Linked DNA regions of Pan troglodytes: region 1 is linked to region 2. The links are chromatin contacts, called in public capture Hi-C maps. All regions are on one chromosome and are shown on one strand. Each heading gives the region's core, a stretch centred on a gene start, on an enhancer-like site or on the middle of the called end of the contact. The rest is flanking DNA. Distances are from core to core; before and after follow the strand shown.

Region 1 (7,289 bases), core at 4,786-7,285, 290 kb before region 2:
TTGCATTGACTCCTTAACCATTATGTAATGCCCTTCTTTGTCTTTTTTGATCTTTATTGGTTTAAAGTCTGTTTTATCAGAGACTAGGATTGCAACCCCTGCTTTTTTCTTGCTTTCCATTTGCTTGGTAAATATTCCTCCATCCCTTTATTTTGAGCCTATGTGTGTCTTTGCACATGAGTTTGGTCTCCTGAATACAGCACACCGCTGGGCCTTGACTCTTCATCCAATTTGCCACTCTGTGTCTTTTAATTGGGGCATTTAGCCTGTTCAAATTGAAGGTTAATACTGTTTGTGTGAATTTGATCCTGTCATTATGATGTTTCCTGGTTATTTTGCCCATTAGTTGAAGCAGTTTCTTCATAGTGTCAATGGTCTTTACAATTTGATATGTTTCTGCAGTGGCTGGTACTGGTTTTTCCTTTCCATCTTTAGTGCTTCCTCCAGGAGCTCTTGTAAGGCAGGCCTGGTGGTGACAAAAATCTCTCAGCATTTGCTTGTCTGTAAAGGATTTTATTTCTTCTTCACTTAAGAAGCTTAGTTTGGCTGGATATGAAATTCTGGGTTGAAAATTCCTTTCTTTAAGAATGTTGAATATTAGCCTCCACTGTCTTCTGGCTTGTAGGGTTTCTGCAGAGAGATCTGCTGTTAGTCTGATGGGCTTCCCTTTGTGGGTAACCCGACCTTTCTCTCTGATGATTATGTGTCTTGGGGTTGCTCTTCTTGAGGAGTATCTTTGTAGTGTTCTCTGTATTTCCTGAATTTGAATGTTGGCCTGTCTTGCTAGGTTAGGGAAGTTCTCCTGGGCAATATCCTGAAGAATGTTTTCCAACTTGGTTCCTTTCTCCCCATCACTTTCAGGTACACCAATCAAACATAAGTTTGGTCTTTTCACATAGTCCCATATTTCTTGGAGGCTCTGTTCATTCCTTTTCATTCTTTCTTCTCTAATCTTGTCTTCACGCTTTATTTCAGTAAGTTGATCTTCAATCTCTGATATCCTTTCTTCCGCTTGATCGATTTGGCTATTGATACTTGTGTATGCTTCACGAAGTTCTCGTGCTGTGTTTCTCAGCTACATCAGGTCATTTATGTTCTTCTCTAATCTGGTTATTCTAGCTATCAATTCCTCTAACCTTTTTTCAAGGTTCTTAGCTTCCTTGCATTGGGTTAGAACACGCTTCTTTTGCTCAGAGGAGTTTGTTATTACCCAACTTCTGAAGCCTACTTCCATCAATTCGTCAAACTCATTCTCCATCCAGTTTTGTTCCCTTGCTGGCGAGGAGTTGTGATCCTTTGGAGGAGAAGAGGCATTCTGGTTTTCGGAATTTTCAGCCTTTTTGCACTGGTTTTTCCTCATCTTCGTGGATTTATCTACCTTTGGTCTTTGATGTTGGTGACTTTCAGATGGGGTTTTTGTGTGGATGTCCTTTTTGTTGATGTTGATGCTATTCCTTTCTGTTTGTTAGTTTTCCTTCTAACCTGCCCTCTGCTGTAGGTCTGCTGGAGTTTTCTGGAGGTCCGCTCCAGATCCTGTTGCCTGGGTATCACCAGCGGAGGCTGCAGAACAGCAAAGATTGCTGTTCTTTCCTCTGGAAGCTTCATCCCAGAGGGGCATCTGCCAGATGACAGCCAGAGCTCTCCTGTATGTGGTGTCTGTTGACTCCTGCTGGGAGGTATCTCCCAGTCAGGAGGCATGGGGGTCAGGGACCCACTTGAGGAAGCAGAGTGTCCCTTAGCAGAGCTTGAGCACTGTGCTGGGAGATCCACTGCTCTCTTCAGAGCTGTCAGACAGAAACATTTAAGCCTGCTGAAGCTGTCTCCATAGCTGCCCCTTCCCTCAGGTGCTCTGTCCCAGGGAGATGGGAGTTTTACTTATAAGCCCCTGACTGGGGCTGCTGCCTTTCTTTCAGAGATGCCCTGCCCAGAGAGGAGGAAGCTAGAGAGGCAGTCTGGCTACAGTGGCTTTGCTGAGCTGCGGTTCAAACTTCCCCATGGCTTTGTTTACACTGTGAAGGGAAAACTGCCTACTCAAGCCTCAGCAATGGTGGACGCCCCTCCCCTGACCAAGCTCAAGCGTCCCAGGTGGACTTCAGGCTGCTGTTCTGGCATTGAGAATTTCAAGCCAGTGGATCTTAGCTTGCTAGGCTCTCTGGGGATGGGATCCGCTGAACTAGACCACTTGGCTCCCTGGCTTCAGCCCCCTTTCCAGGGTAGTGAAAGATTCTGTCTCGCTGGTGTTCCAGGCACCACTGGGGTATGAAAAAACTCCCGCAGCTAGCTAGGTGTCTGTCTAAATAGCCACCCAGTTTTTGTGCTTGAAACCCAGGGCCCTGGTGGTGTAGGCACCCAAGGGAATCTCCTGGTTTGCGGGCTGTGAAGACCATGGGAAAAGCATAGTATCTGAGCCGGAACGCACTGTTCCTCACAGCACAGTCCCTCAAGGCTTCCTTTGGCTAGGGGAGGAAGTTCCTCAACCCCTTGTGCTTCCTGAGTAAGGCAAAACCCCACCCTGCTTCAGCTCGCCCTCTGTGGGCTATACCCACTATCTAACCAGTCCCAGTGAGAAGGGCCGGGTACCTCAGCTGGAAATGCAGAAATCACTTGCCTTCTGTGTTGATCTCACTGGGAGCTGCAGACTGGAGCTGTTCCTATTCAGCCATCTTGCCAGCCACCTAGCATTTTATTTTATTTTTTTAAAATTTTAATTGTTTTTTGAGACAGAGTCTCTCTCTGTTGCCCAGGCTGGAGTGCAGTGGTGTGATCTCAGCTCACTGCAAGCTCTACCTCCCAGGTTCACGCCATTCTCCTGCCTCAGCCTCCCGAGTAGCTGGGACTACAGGCGCCCACCACCACGCCCGGCTAATTTTTTGTACTTTTGGTAAAGACGGGGTTTCACCGTTTTAGCCAGGATGGTCTCTGTCTCTTGACCTCATGATCTGCCCACCTCGGCCTCCCAAAATGGTGGGATTACAGGCGTGAGCCATCGCACCCAGCCGACTTTGTTGCCCAGGCTGGAATGCAGTAGTGGGATCATAGCTTACTGCAGCCTTGACCTCCTGGGCTTAAGTGATCCTCCTGCTTCAGCCCCCTTAGTAGCTAGGACTACAGGAGTGCACTCTGCCATACCAGGCTAAGTTTTAAATTTTTTGTTGAGGTGGGGTTGTGCTATGTTACCCAGGCTGGTCTTGAATTCCTGGCTCAAATGATCTTCCAGGCTCGGCCTCCCAAAGTGCTGGGACTATAGGTGTGACCCACAGCACCTGGCCTGATGATGGCTTTTTAAGTGTACTAATGATCTCATCAGAGAAGCCAAATGCCACATGACTCAAGAAGAAATAACCAAACAGTCCGGATCCAGGGTGAAAGGCTTCTTCAGCTATTCTTCATTCTGTAGTGTCTATGTGTGGTGTTCTCGTTAAGGGTGAGAAGGGAAAGCAATGACCCTGTGTTGGGGCCTCCAAAAGCAATCACGTCCCTCCCTACAAATCATTGAGAATCCTGGTTGCTGAAGAATGTTAAAATAATAATATGTGATTAGGAGAATGACAGTGCTGCAACATCAAAGAAAAAAGCCGGGCAAAGCAGAAGGATTCGACACATGCTTATGTGATAAATTTGGTGCCAGCTAGTTGAGCTGAGGAATCTGAGAGATTAGAAGTTGTTGGAGAATCTGTGGTTTCAGCTAAAGCAGCAGAGAATATGGCCAAGGAGTCCATTTGGGTCTAAAGTAGAGAAGAGGTTGGTGCAGAGAAGCTCTGTGGGCTGAGTCCAAGAGACTGTTTGGACTTTGGGTGATGAAGAAGAGAGAAGATACCATCTGAAGCTGGGTTGGTATATTTTGGGTTCAGAGCAAAGAGGGACCTGTTTCTCTAGGATGAATTGAGGTAATTCTGCTGAGATCTGGCAGATGGACATAGAGAGAGATAACACAAGATGACCTCAAGAGTCAAGAGTGAGAAGAGTTGTAGGAGGGGCTCTGTGTGTGTGAGAGACAGAGAGACATAGGGAGTTCTTGAAGTGACTGTTTAAGATTTCAAATGTGTGCCAAGATATCAGGGTAAGGTTGAGATGTATACATTTATGTTATTCTCTGTGTATGAGTACCCTGAGACTACCTTTAATTTAATTAATTAAATTAATTATTTATTTACTTTTGAGACAGAGTCTCATACTTGTCCCCCATGCTGGAGGGCAATGGCACAATCTCGGCTCAATGCAACCTTTGCCTCCCGGGTTCAAGCGATTCTCCTGCCTCAGCCTCCCAAGTAGCTGGGATTACAGGCGTCTGCCACCACGCCCGGCATGAAGTTTCACCATGTTGGCTAGGTTGGTCTCGAACTCCTGACCTCAGGTGATCCGCCCACCTCGGCTTCCCAAAGTGCTGGGATTACAGGCGTAAGCCGCTCCTGACGTCTACCTTGAATTTTAAAATAGCAGGTGTGCTTCATGGTGCTCAATTGGATATGCTTCACAGGAGTAAACATGTTTGGGAAATGTTATCAAAACCAGGAAGGCATAAATTGCTACCTTTCTATGGGATGGCAATAGACAAGTTCCCAAGAGAGGCAGCAACAGACCCCTAGGGGAGAGCCTGGCAGGGTTGTGGACTTCCTGCATGCAGGCGCCCTAGGATCCTGGGCTTCTTCCTAGACCCTTCCCTGGGTTTGAGAGACAGGGGAGCGAGGCAGGCTATGGGATCCTATATGTATCATCTTAGAAGTAATCAGATACAACAAGGTAGCTGGCATCTTAGCAAATCACACAGCTGGAAGACTTTAAGTAAATCTCTGTGGGGAGCCAGAGGGCTCAGATCTGGAAGGAGACAGCTGCTGGATGAGGAATAAGTAACAACTGAAAAGTCAGGGCAGCCCAGTGGCAGGCCCTTACCAGTGGGGTTGAGGAGAATGACAGGCTTGCTCCTGCAGCCACTCAGGTACAGGCAGTTCATCCAGGAAGCAGTAAGGGACAGAGGGAGAAGAGAGAGGACAGGGATCCAAGTCCCAGAAAGGAGTATAAGATGGAGACTTTGTCTTAGAAATTGACATGAAAGCTTACTTGCTAGGACAAAGGCAAGCAAGGGTCTCTGGAGTGTTCTCAATTCTGTGAAGGCAGGATCAGCCCAGAGCTGGTTAAGATGTGGAGCCTGATGGTGCCAACAGGTCATGAGGCCATTCAGGGAAAACAAGGGTTAGGAAGGAGGATGGGGACCCAGGCACATGATGGCACTAGAGGTCCTGAATTCCAAATTCCAGAATCTTTGAAGTGGTGTCAAGATTGTGTCTCAGGATCACCGGATATAGCTGGTCCTTGGGATGGAATGTGGCGCTGTCCTGACAAAAGACCTGAACTTGCCAACTGAGAGCCTTTGATTCACGTGCTCTGAATTTTATTGCATTTACTCCAAATGCCATTGGGCAGTTGTCCATGCATAGGTTGGAGAAATTAATAGGAAGGGCAAGAAAACATGAGAAGTATCATAAAGAAATACTATAAAGGACAAATAAATGAGACTGGTAGTGAACTAGACAGACACAGAAAATAGACGAGAGAAATTCCCAGAACTGCTTCAAGCACGAAAGTGCAGTGGCCCTGATCTCTGTAGAAGGAGGAGTGTGAGGGGGATGTGAGTTCAGAGGAGAGCGAGCGGCTGTTGTCCACTTTTTTCTTTTTAGAAGACGGAGGGATATTTGAAAGTTCACTAGATATGGACACATTCTCTGCATTCTTCTTCTCTTTTCGTTCTTTTTTGTTTTTTGTTTTTTTTTTAATTCTAGAAAAGAATTGTTTCTTATTTTCCTCCCGAAGATGCAACCAAATGCCCTCTTTTCTGGAAACATTTTAGTTGCAGCTTCACAGACTCCATTTACGGTTGACATGCATTCTTTCCCCTATGAACACACCTCAGCAGCCGCCAGAGGGAGACTTTCCACACACGGTTTTTGCGAAGAGAATTTCCTTGGGGATTACTGCACCCTACATGATACAAATTCCTCCCCACGTTCCCCTTCACAGGCAGGGCTTCTAATCTTGACAGTTCCCAGAGCAGCAGTCATGGCTATATCAGGCAATTATACCATTGGGAACATTAGGGCTGCTTTGTAAAACCATAAGCACCCAAGAACAGATACTTTAAAAAATGTAAAAACAAGACAGCAGTGACAGCAGAAAGGACACAGCAGCTGAGTCACCTCACTGCATTTCTCCACATCCTAGCCCCTAGGAGGATGCTCTGCGGGGCCCACAGGAAGGGCTGAGTGCCACATGCCAGGGACCCCAGAGGTTGGCAAGAATGGCTTTGCCTAGAGACCATGCTTCCTTTCAGGTGTTGCAGGGAGAGGTGGCAATTCTGTTTCCCACATTAAAGAAAAAATTGACTGGGTGTGGTGGCTCATGCCTGTAATCCCAGCACTTTGGGAGGTCGAGGCAGGTGGATTACTTGAGGTCAGGAGTTCGAGACCAGCCTGGACAACATGGTGAAACCCTGTCTCTACTAAAAATACAAAAATTAGCTGGTGTGGTGGCAGGCGCCAGTAATCCCAGCTACTCGGGAGGCTGAGGCAGGAGAATCGCTTGAACCCGGGAGGCAGAGGTTGCAGTGAGCCGAGACTGCACCACTGCACTCCAGACTCCAGCCTGGGTGACACAGCGAGACTCCATCTAAAAAAAAAAGAAAAAGAAAAAATTAAATTTCATGACTTAGTGAGAAATGGTCATTTTGGGGGTCCATTGCTTGATTTTTTTTTTAAATCTTCTTAAACAACTCTGAATTAAAATATCTGAGAGAACACAGTGACTCATGCCTCTCCACTTCCCAGCTTTCCAACTGAGCAGCCCACTGGGTCGGAGGTATCTTGCCAAGAGGGAAGTATTTTTAATTTGGGCTTTATCTGTCACTCAGCTGTGGTCATAGAGACTGGCAGGAATGCATGCGATTAGAAGAAGAAAGAACACCTTTATGATTCAATAATATTAGTATTTAATGCCTTTTGGATATTTTGGATAGCAGTCTCGTGTAAAGAGACAAGACATGAATACATAAAAGCAAATGAGAAAAGTCAGCATTTATAACACTATATTTGGGGATTCCAGAATTGGGTAATAGAGGACAAAAGTGTGCATCTCTAAGGAGTTATTTCTGTAGTTCAGTTCACAAACTGCAGAGTGGAATAAGCTTAGCAGATAGAAATAAGACATTCAGTTTTTTATTAGAAGAGAAACACGCATAATTTGGTAGGGCTATTTAAATTTTTGAGTCAAACGAATTTTGTTGGCATGATGACTTCAGC
Region 2 (7,132 bases), core at 1,189-3,688:
CCATTGTAACTAACCACTTTGACTTATTTTTTTGTGTATATCTTGCCTTGACACGCTTTCTTTATCGAAGACCATGGAAACATGGATTCTTTGTGATATTTTGAAAAATGACAAATTGAAGAGATTTTTATCTCTGGAGACTGAGCTTTTATATCATAAAGTACTTCTCTCCCCTGATGGCTAACCCAATCACATAGTTCCACAATAAACAAGATGAATCTAGATTCATAAGACAGTATGTGCAGAAAAATGCTGTTACTCTTTGTGGCTTCTTTCCCTGTGCCTTGAAAATGTTCATTAAAAATCTCCTACTTAGTTTGCCTCATTATATTGGTTTACTCATATTGGTCCCCTATTTTAATGATTTAAAGCACGTTTGAAAAGATTTCTTGTTTGGAACATCCTTGGCCAGGCCACTACTTTGTAAAGTAGGGAAGTCTGCAGGCCCTAGTTGTTCTTTTGAACTTAGTTCATAAAATGATTTTTAAACACTGATCTATCAGCTTTTCTCTTCTCTTTATCAAAATTAATAATTCACATAAAAGCCACCTATTTAAATGGAGTCTCAGCTGGGTACGGTGGTTTACGCCTGTAATCCCAACACTTTGGGAGGCTGAGGCGGGTGGAATGCTTGAGTCCAGGAGTTCCAGACCAGCCTGAGCAACATGGTGAAATCTGTTTTCTACAAAAATTACAAAAATTAGCCAGGTGTGGTGGTGCACAACTGTAGTCTCAGCTAACGGGGAGGCTAAGGCGGGAGGATCACTTGAGCCTGAGAGGCAGAGGCTGCAGTGAGCCGTGATTATGCCACTGTACTCCAGCCTGGTGACAGAGCCAGACCCTGTCTCTAAATAAATAAATAAATAAATAAATGGAGTTCCATTGTTAGCAACTTACACAACCTGGAAAAATCAACTGATCTATAAATATTGGCATGGATGAGTGCACAAATACTTTCAAAAAGAATTACAATTTCTCTGTAATAACTATCAAGGTTATTTGGCTAATAGGGGGTCCCTGGAAGACCTTTAAGACCTGTCTGTAAAAGAAAAGGAACGCTGGCAATTCACAAGACACCTCAGCAATGTAGCATCTGCTCCTGGGGCAGGTAACAAAATCCAGTTTTAAATTTTGCTCTTAACAGTTAAGGAGATAATCAAGTCAGCTTGGGATTGGGTTGTGCATAGGAAGGCTGCAAAAAGATTACAAAATAGCCTCCCCCTGGCAGAAATGTAAAAAAGCCATTCCATGATTTTTTTTTTCCAGTTCTGCCAACGATTTATCTTCAGAAGACAAGCAGATGAGGAGACAAAACCTACTGATGTGGGTACCCAAGCAGGAACCCCCCTCTTGCACCGGCGACTCACGTGGGAAGAAGGTAGGAAATCAACAGCATAGGGGAAAGAAAAGGAAAAGGAGTTTGGAAACAGGATAAGACAGGCTTCTTTTGAATAATGGAGAGGACTCTTAGAAAAAAGAAAAGAAACAGAATAAATTTTTATTCACTGATTCCATTTCAGCGCAGCAAATTCTCATTGATTTTAATCAATTGCTTTCTTACAGAGTTTTGTCCATATGTATGTGACAAAATCAGCGGTCATTTAATGACAGACTTAGAATGTGTGCTAAGAATGAAACCATTGAGATTTCCTTGTCTTTCCTCCTTTCAGTAAAAATCAGGAAGGGGAGAAAGGGAGGGGGTGAGGGTGGGGCAAGGAGAGCAATATTTTATAAAAGTGACAACGCGTTTTGCATTTGAATTATTATTTATTTTCCCTGATGGAGTTTCAAGCAGGTTATTGCAAGGAAAGGAAAAACTGGAAATTAACCAAACGTGGTCCAGGCTGGGGATGACGAGTTTAGCAGGGGCTTTAATGGGACCTCCTAAGCGATTCAGGAGAGAATGAATCTCTCATAGTTTCCCTTCTCATGGGATCACTGACCAAGCTTCCCCAAATCAGGGTGCAGCAACAAAATCAGGGTGCAGCATCTTTTAAGTGGGCTTAAGACCCACTTAAAAGCTTATCATAGCGAGATGTTGAGAAGATAAAGTTTTAGTTTTTTATAGAGCAGAAAAGATATATGAGATGAGGAATAAAAGGTTCTGTCTAAAAGCCTGACATGTGTAAGACTTTCCCTCCACTGTTGTTTTCCTTTTGGTTTGGTAAGAATGTGGTGAGTGAAGTAAAAAGATAAGGAAAGAAGAACCACAGAGACCCCCTTGAAGCGTAAAACTCTGTTTATTAAGAGTGAGAACGTTCAGTGGCCTGTGACCCTCCCTTTCCTAGGCCACCTTCCCCAGTGCTCGGCTTTTCCCTGCCTGGCACCGGGTGATCCAGGCAAGGCCCTGGCTGGGGTGCCGAGGGTGGGGGAGACAGCTCTGGGTCCTTCTGTGCCATTTCCTTCCTGTGCTGGTGTTTCAGCAGCAATCTGTCCCTCTGCGATGGCAGCCTGTCCACAGCTCTAGTGCCCATCGGCTTGGGGACCCCGTTCCTTCCCTTCATCTGACTCTTCAGGCCTAGAGTGGCGAGGGCTTCCCACTGTGCTTGTCTCTGGGTACCTCGGCCTCTCTGGCTGTATTTTCTTAACCCTGCTCCCTGCTCTATAAACAGACCCTTCTCTAAATTCATCTCAACTCTCTTAATGGGATTCTCTTTCATGGGATTCTGACTGACAGAGTGGGGCTAAAAATATCTCAAACCTGATAGAAGCTGAGAGGAGCTGAAATTTCGAGTTGCAGAAACCTGGATGCTTGCCACTATATAGAGGACAGCAAACCATTTATTATTTATACAATTTCAGGCAAATAGGCTATAGAAATTCCAGGTACAAAAGATCTGAAGAGATGACTAAACACCAACTAGGATTAGTTACATTAATTACGGACTTTTAAAATGACCAGAACCACCTGCTGCTAAATTATAAAGTCCAAAAAGACTTCAAGAGTTGTTCAAAACTAAATAATGTCAACTCTCTAGAATGATTTATTCAAATTTAAGTAGGCCAGACTCACAATTTGGAGCACAGCTCTTTAATACATATAGATTCTAATTTTCTAAAAGAGAAAGAGAAATAGATTTGTTACTTGACTATTAGAAAATTCATTGCATATTTAAAAAGCGAGAGAACTTAGCTGTCTGCCTGTTCTGAGTCTGAGGTGTAAATGTTTACATCATCATACATTAAGTGTCTATAGATTATGCTCAATACTTTTTGCAAAATGTAGCATAAAGTCACTACTCATGCCCTTAAAATAGACAACAACAATGTAATTTTAGAAAATGTTAATAAGTTTTCCTAGCTTTTGATTTTTTTTTTTTTTTTTTTAGCTTTGGCCTTATCCTTTTTTTAGGTAGTGGCTGGCATTATGGATTAATTACTTAATACACCTTTGTTGCCTTAGAATTCACTGAGCTGAAATGGAGTGAGAGCTAAGATGCTCTCAGAATATTCTTAAAATGACTGTGCTGCAAAGAAGCCTGGGTGAATAGAAGAAAATAAAAGGAATGGTGGATACAAGTGAAGGTTAAAATGAGGTAGGAACTAAATATTATACGGGCACTTGGGGTTAGTATTTATGAATTGTTACTTTCTGGCAATGCTCTACTCTCTTGTATCTTCTTTGGGACAGAAAATTCCGTAAGAAAGACCTTTCCAGGAAGAGCTTGTCCCTAAGCTTATGGGCTCAGGGTTTGAACAAAGCGTCTCTTCCAAGACCTTGTGAATAATATGCATATAGTCCACGTAACTTCACAAAGTAAAGTTAAACGAATGCATTCTTTTCTTGCTATTAGACCCCATTTATCGCACCAGCTGTTGGTGATTTCAGCGCTCCTTTCCAAGCCTCTTGAGAGTTCTGCTCTAACCACACTGCCCCCTAGTGTTCTCTCGCTTTGGTGCAACGTGAGTAAAAAAAAAAAACCCACCAAGATTTACTTTCAATATATACACTGTATTCATCAGTGTTTTGCTATAGAGAATGTAAGATATCTTTCTGTAAATTATTTAGATATTTAATCTTATTTATTTATTTATCCCAATAAGATATTAAAGCATGCTAAGCTGGAATGATTTTTTTTCATAAATGGCTAAAAGCAAAAGTAAAAGTTTAGATACTATTACATAATTCCTGATCTAATAAATGGAGGCAAATTACCTAATATTTTTGAGCACCTATTATGTTAGACATGTAAGAAATACTGTATTACAAGTGAAGTCTAAGTAAGCCTAATTCAATACTTAACTTTTAAAGCTCGAAACATTTTAAATATATTTATTAATTTGATCTTGAATTTGGGGAAAACAGTAAAGATGGAAGAGAGAAAAGGGAGAATTTTTAAATTTTACATATCTAAGTGGCTTTGTATTATGTTTTAATTGAAAAATATTTTAAACAAGTCTATTCTGATAAGATGTAGAAATTCTACTTGCAGCTTTAGGACAAAGTGAATTAAAAACAAAGGCTTTCTACTTGAAATGTGGCCAGCGTGACTGAGAAATGGAGTTTCTAAATTTTCATTTCATTTTAATTAATTTCACTGATTTAAATTTTAAAACTGATTGATACTCAATTCAGTCATTGAAAACTTTTACGTAGGCTTGTAACAACTTAGGTATCTGAATCTATTTTTTTCAAATGTAAATTTTAAGATATCTATTTAGATTAAATATTCCTAATAAAAATATAGCATTTGAATTGCATAGGCTATAAGTGAAAAATGTACAGCACATTTCAAATGTTTAGTACAAAGCCAAAAGAATGTAATATTTCTCATTAATAATTGTTATATTTAGTATATGTTGAAATTTATATTTTGATATGTCAAACAAAATATATTATTAAAATTAATTATATTGGTAAAAAAGGCTAATAGTATAGAAATCATAACTATGTATTCCTCTATCTGAATAAACTGAGAGAATCAAGTTTTCAGATTATTAAAGATTGAAAAATTGAAAATATATCTGTTTTCCATGGTGCAGTTCACATACCACTGGTGATAAATTACTTTAGCCAATGCAAATGTATAGGCTTTTTATTGTTATGCATTATTTGAGCAATAGTGAAAATGAAACTGAGATATCAAATCTATGATTTTGCAGATATTGATGTTTAGGACTACACTACACATTAATTACAGTGCTCATGTTTATAAATTTTTAGTAACTTTGACTCCACCATTAAATTGGATTAGAAATATAAGTTGCAGAGTTTTCTAAAGCCTGAGTTTTACTGTTTCTATCCTTCTGGTGTCACTTAACATGTTCCTCTGTCCAGTGTATTTCCTGTAAGGTGTCATTTAACATGTTCCTCTGTCCAGTGTATTTCCTGTAAGTTGTAGTTAGAATTAAGAACAGCACCATACAATAGAAATATGAGCCACAAATATAATTTAAAATTTTAAAATACACATTTAAAAAAAGAAAACATTAAAATTAAAATTAATTTTAATAATATAATTTTATTTAACCCAATATGTCACAAATATTATGTATGTAGTCAATATTAAAAGTTATTGAGATAGTTTACATCTTTTTTTCATATTAAGTTTTTGCTATCTGGTGTGTATTTTACGTGTACAGAACATCTCAATTTGGCCTATCCACATTTCAAATGCTCAGTAGCCACATGGGATTAGTACTGAATACAGTAGACCCAGGGACATCATCAGATTGAGGTTCAATTTTTGGCCAAAATACCCCACAGGTGGTGGTGTGTACCTCCATATAGAAGCATATGTCTGGTGGCTTTTTTGTGATGTTGGCAGTCATTGATTACCATTGTCTACACCCAATAATTCATTAAAGGTTGCAAAATGGCAATACTAGAATTTTAAAATTCCTTCTTCATTTATTAGATGGAGTACTTTTATCAAGAGAAACATCTCATCAACTGCTTGGTTACTTGGAATAATATGCATAGGGAAGTTAGAAAAAATGTTTGATCTCTTCCTTTTATTTGCCAGTTTTTAAAATAATGATTTTGGTTTCCTTGCATTTTCCAAGGATGATCAATAATATTTTATTTTAACAGTATTATTAGGAATTCATGAATGTTAATATTTGATGTGCCTCAGTTCATTGCAGAGTTAACTTAATTGCAGAGTTCTGATATCACCAAAGCAGTTTATGATATTCCAGGTCCGTCTTGTACACTTCCTTCCACAGACCTGTAATCAGCTATTTCTTCAGGGAGCCTTTGATTCCTTTTAGTGGAAAATGGTATGTAGAGAACATTATCTGTGTGTGAAGGGTTGAGCACGTTCCGTCTTTTCAGAGAACAAAGCTAGAAAACATGTATTTTAATAAAATAATATTCATCATGAATTCATGATGTTTCCTATTCAAATTCAAGTAGAGGACTTTTTTTACAGTGTCCTTTTCCCTGTCAAATTTCAAATTTTATTGACATGAATATAATTATTCATTTGCTGTATTCATAATACACATGTGCAACAGTCTCGAATAAATAGAAGACTACCACTAGCAAAATGATTACAAAAATCAGCTTAAGATACTTTGCAGTTGTTTTTGTCATTATGATAACATTCCGCTAAAACAGGCAAATTACTGTGTTTTACGGTCACTTGGGAATAGTCCCTTTGGTGCTGTTCTGCCACCTACTGGACAGACAGGCTCAATAGTCTTATTTTACTTTTGATATTCAGGAATCACTTTATTTTAAATTGAATTTTGCTTTGTAATAATGCAAAGTTTTACATGACTCTAAAGTCAAATTTACAAAACAAGTCTAGTTTTTCTCCCTGTCTCCTCAATCTTATTTCCTTCCTCTACCTTTAAATATTTTATTTTTAAATGCTGTGATTTATCTGTCCATTAGTATATATTTGTATATAATTTGTATACAAATTATACAAAATTGATATATATTTGTATTTTTTTATCCCGTCTCCTTTATTAGATAATTGGTAGCATACTATACAGACTTTTCTCCACCTGAAAGAAACATATATATTATTATTAAAAGTTTATATGTATATAACCTGGAGTGTTGGATTTTGCTTTGTTAGGTAATCTGGAAATCTTTTTATAAATGTAAATTTAATCAGTAAATTTATTTTTAGGATCCAAATGCTTGGCATCACTTTTGTCATATTTGTTACATGTATTT

What was found. Capture Hi-C pulls out chosen DNA fragments and counts their contacts.
Region 1: a contact with region 2 is called in a capture Hi-C map of stem cell-derived neural stem cells, with 5 times the contacts expected there. The contact joins two enhancer-like sites. A contact is called at or near these places in 3 of 7 Hi-C or Micro-C datasets (blood, induced pluripotent stem cells and stem cell-derived neural progenitor cells) and 1 of 1 other capture datasets (stem cell-derived neural stem cells).

Annotation. Positions count from the first base shown.
Region 1 is chr17:27,183,362-27,190,650 of NHGRI_mPanTro3-v2.0_pri, reverse strand. The region is part of intron 8 of DLGAP1 (DLG associated protein 1); the gene reads right to left. Among named protein-coding and RNA genes, the nearest start is that of TGIF1, 250 kb to the left of the region's middle. Within about 2 kb of position 6,035, at least 6 of the 24 cell types and tissues checked have an H3K27ac peak or open chromatin away from gene starts, as enhancers often do. A contact at or near this core is called in stem cell-derived neural stem cells, where this site is marked.
Region 2 is chr17:26,885,672-26,892,803 of NHGRI_mPanTro3-v2.0_pri, reverse strand. The region is part of intron 4 of DLGAP1 (DLG associated protein 1); the gene reads right to left. It overlaps LOC104003088 (a long non-coding RNA gene), which reads left to right. Exons shown (of 6, transcript XR_008540672.2): 1 at 1-1,378; 2 at 3,404-3,536; 3 at 3,795-3,903. Among named protein-coding and RNA genes, the nearest start is that of DLGAP1, 460 kb to the right of the region's middle. Within about 2 kb of position 2,438, at least 6 of the 24 cell types and tissues checked have an H3K27ac peak or open chromatin away from gene starts, as enhancers often do. A contact at or near this core is called in stem cell-derived neural stem cells, where this site is marked.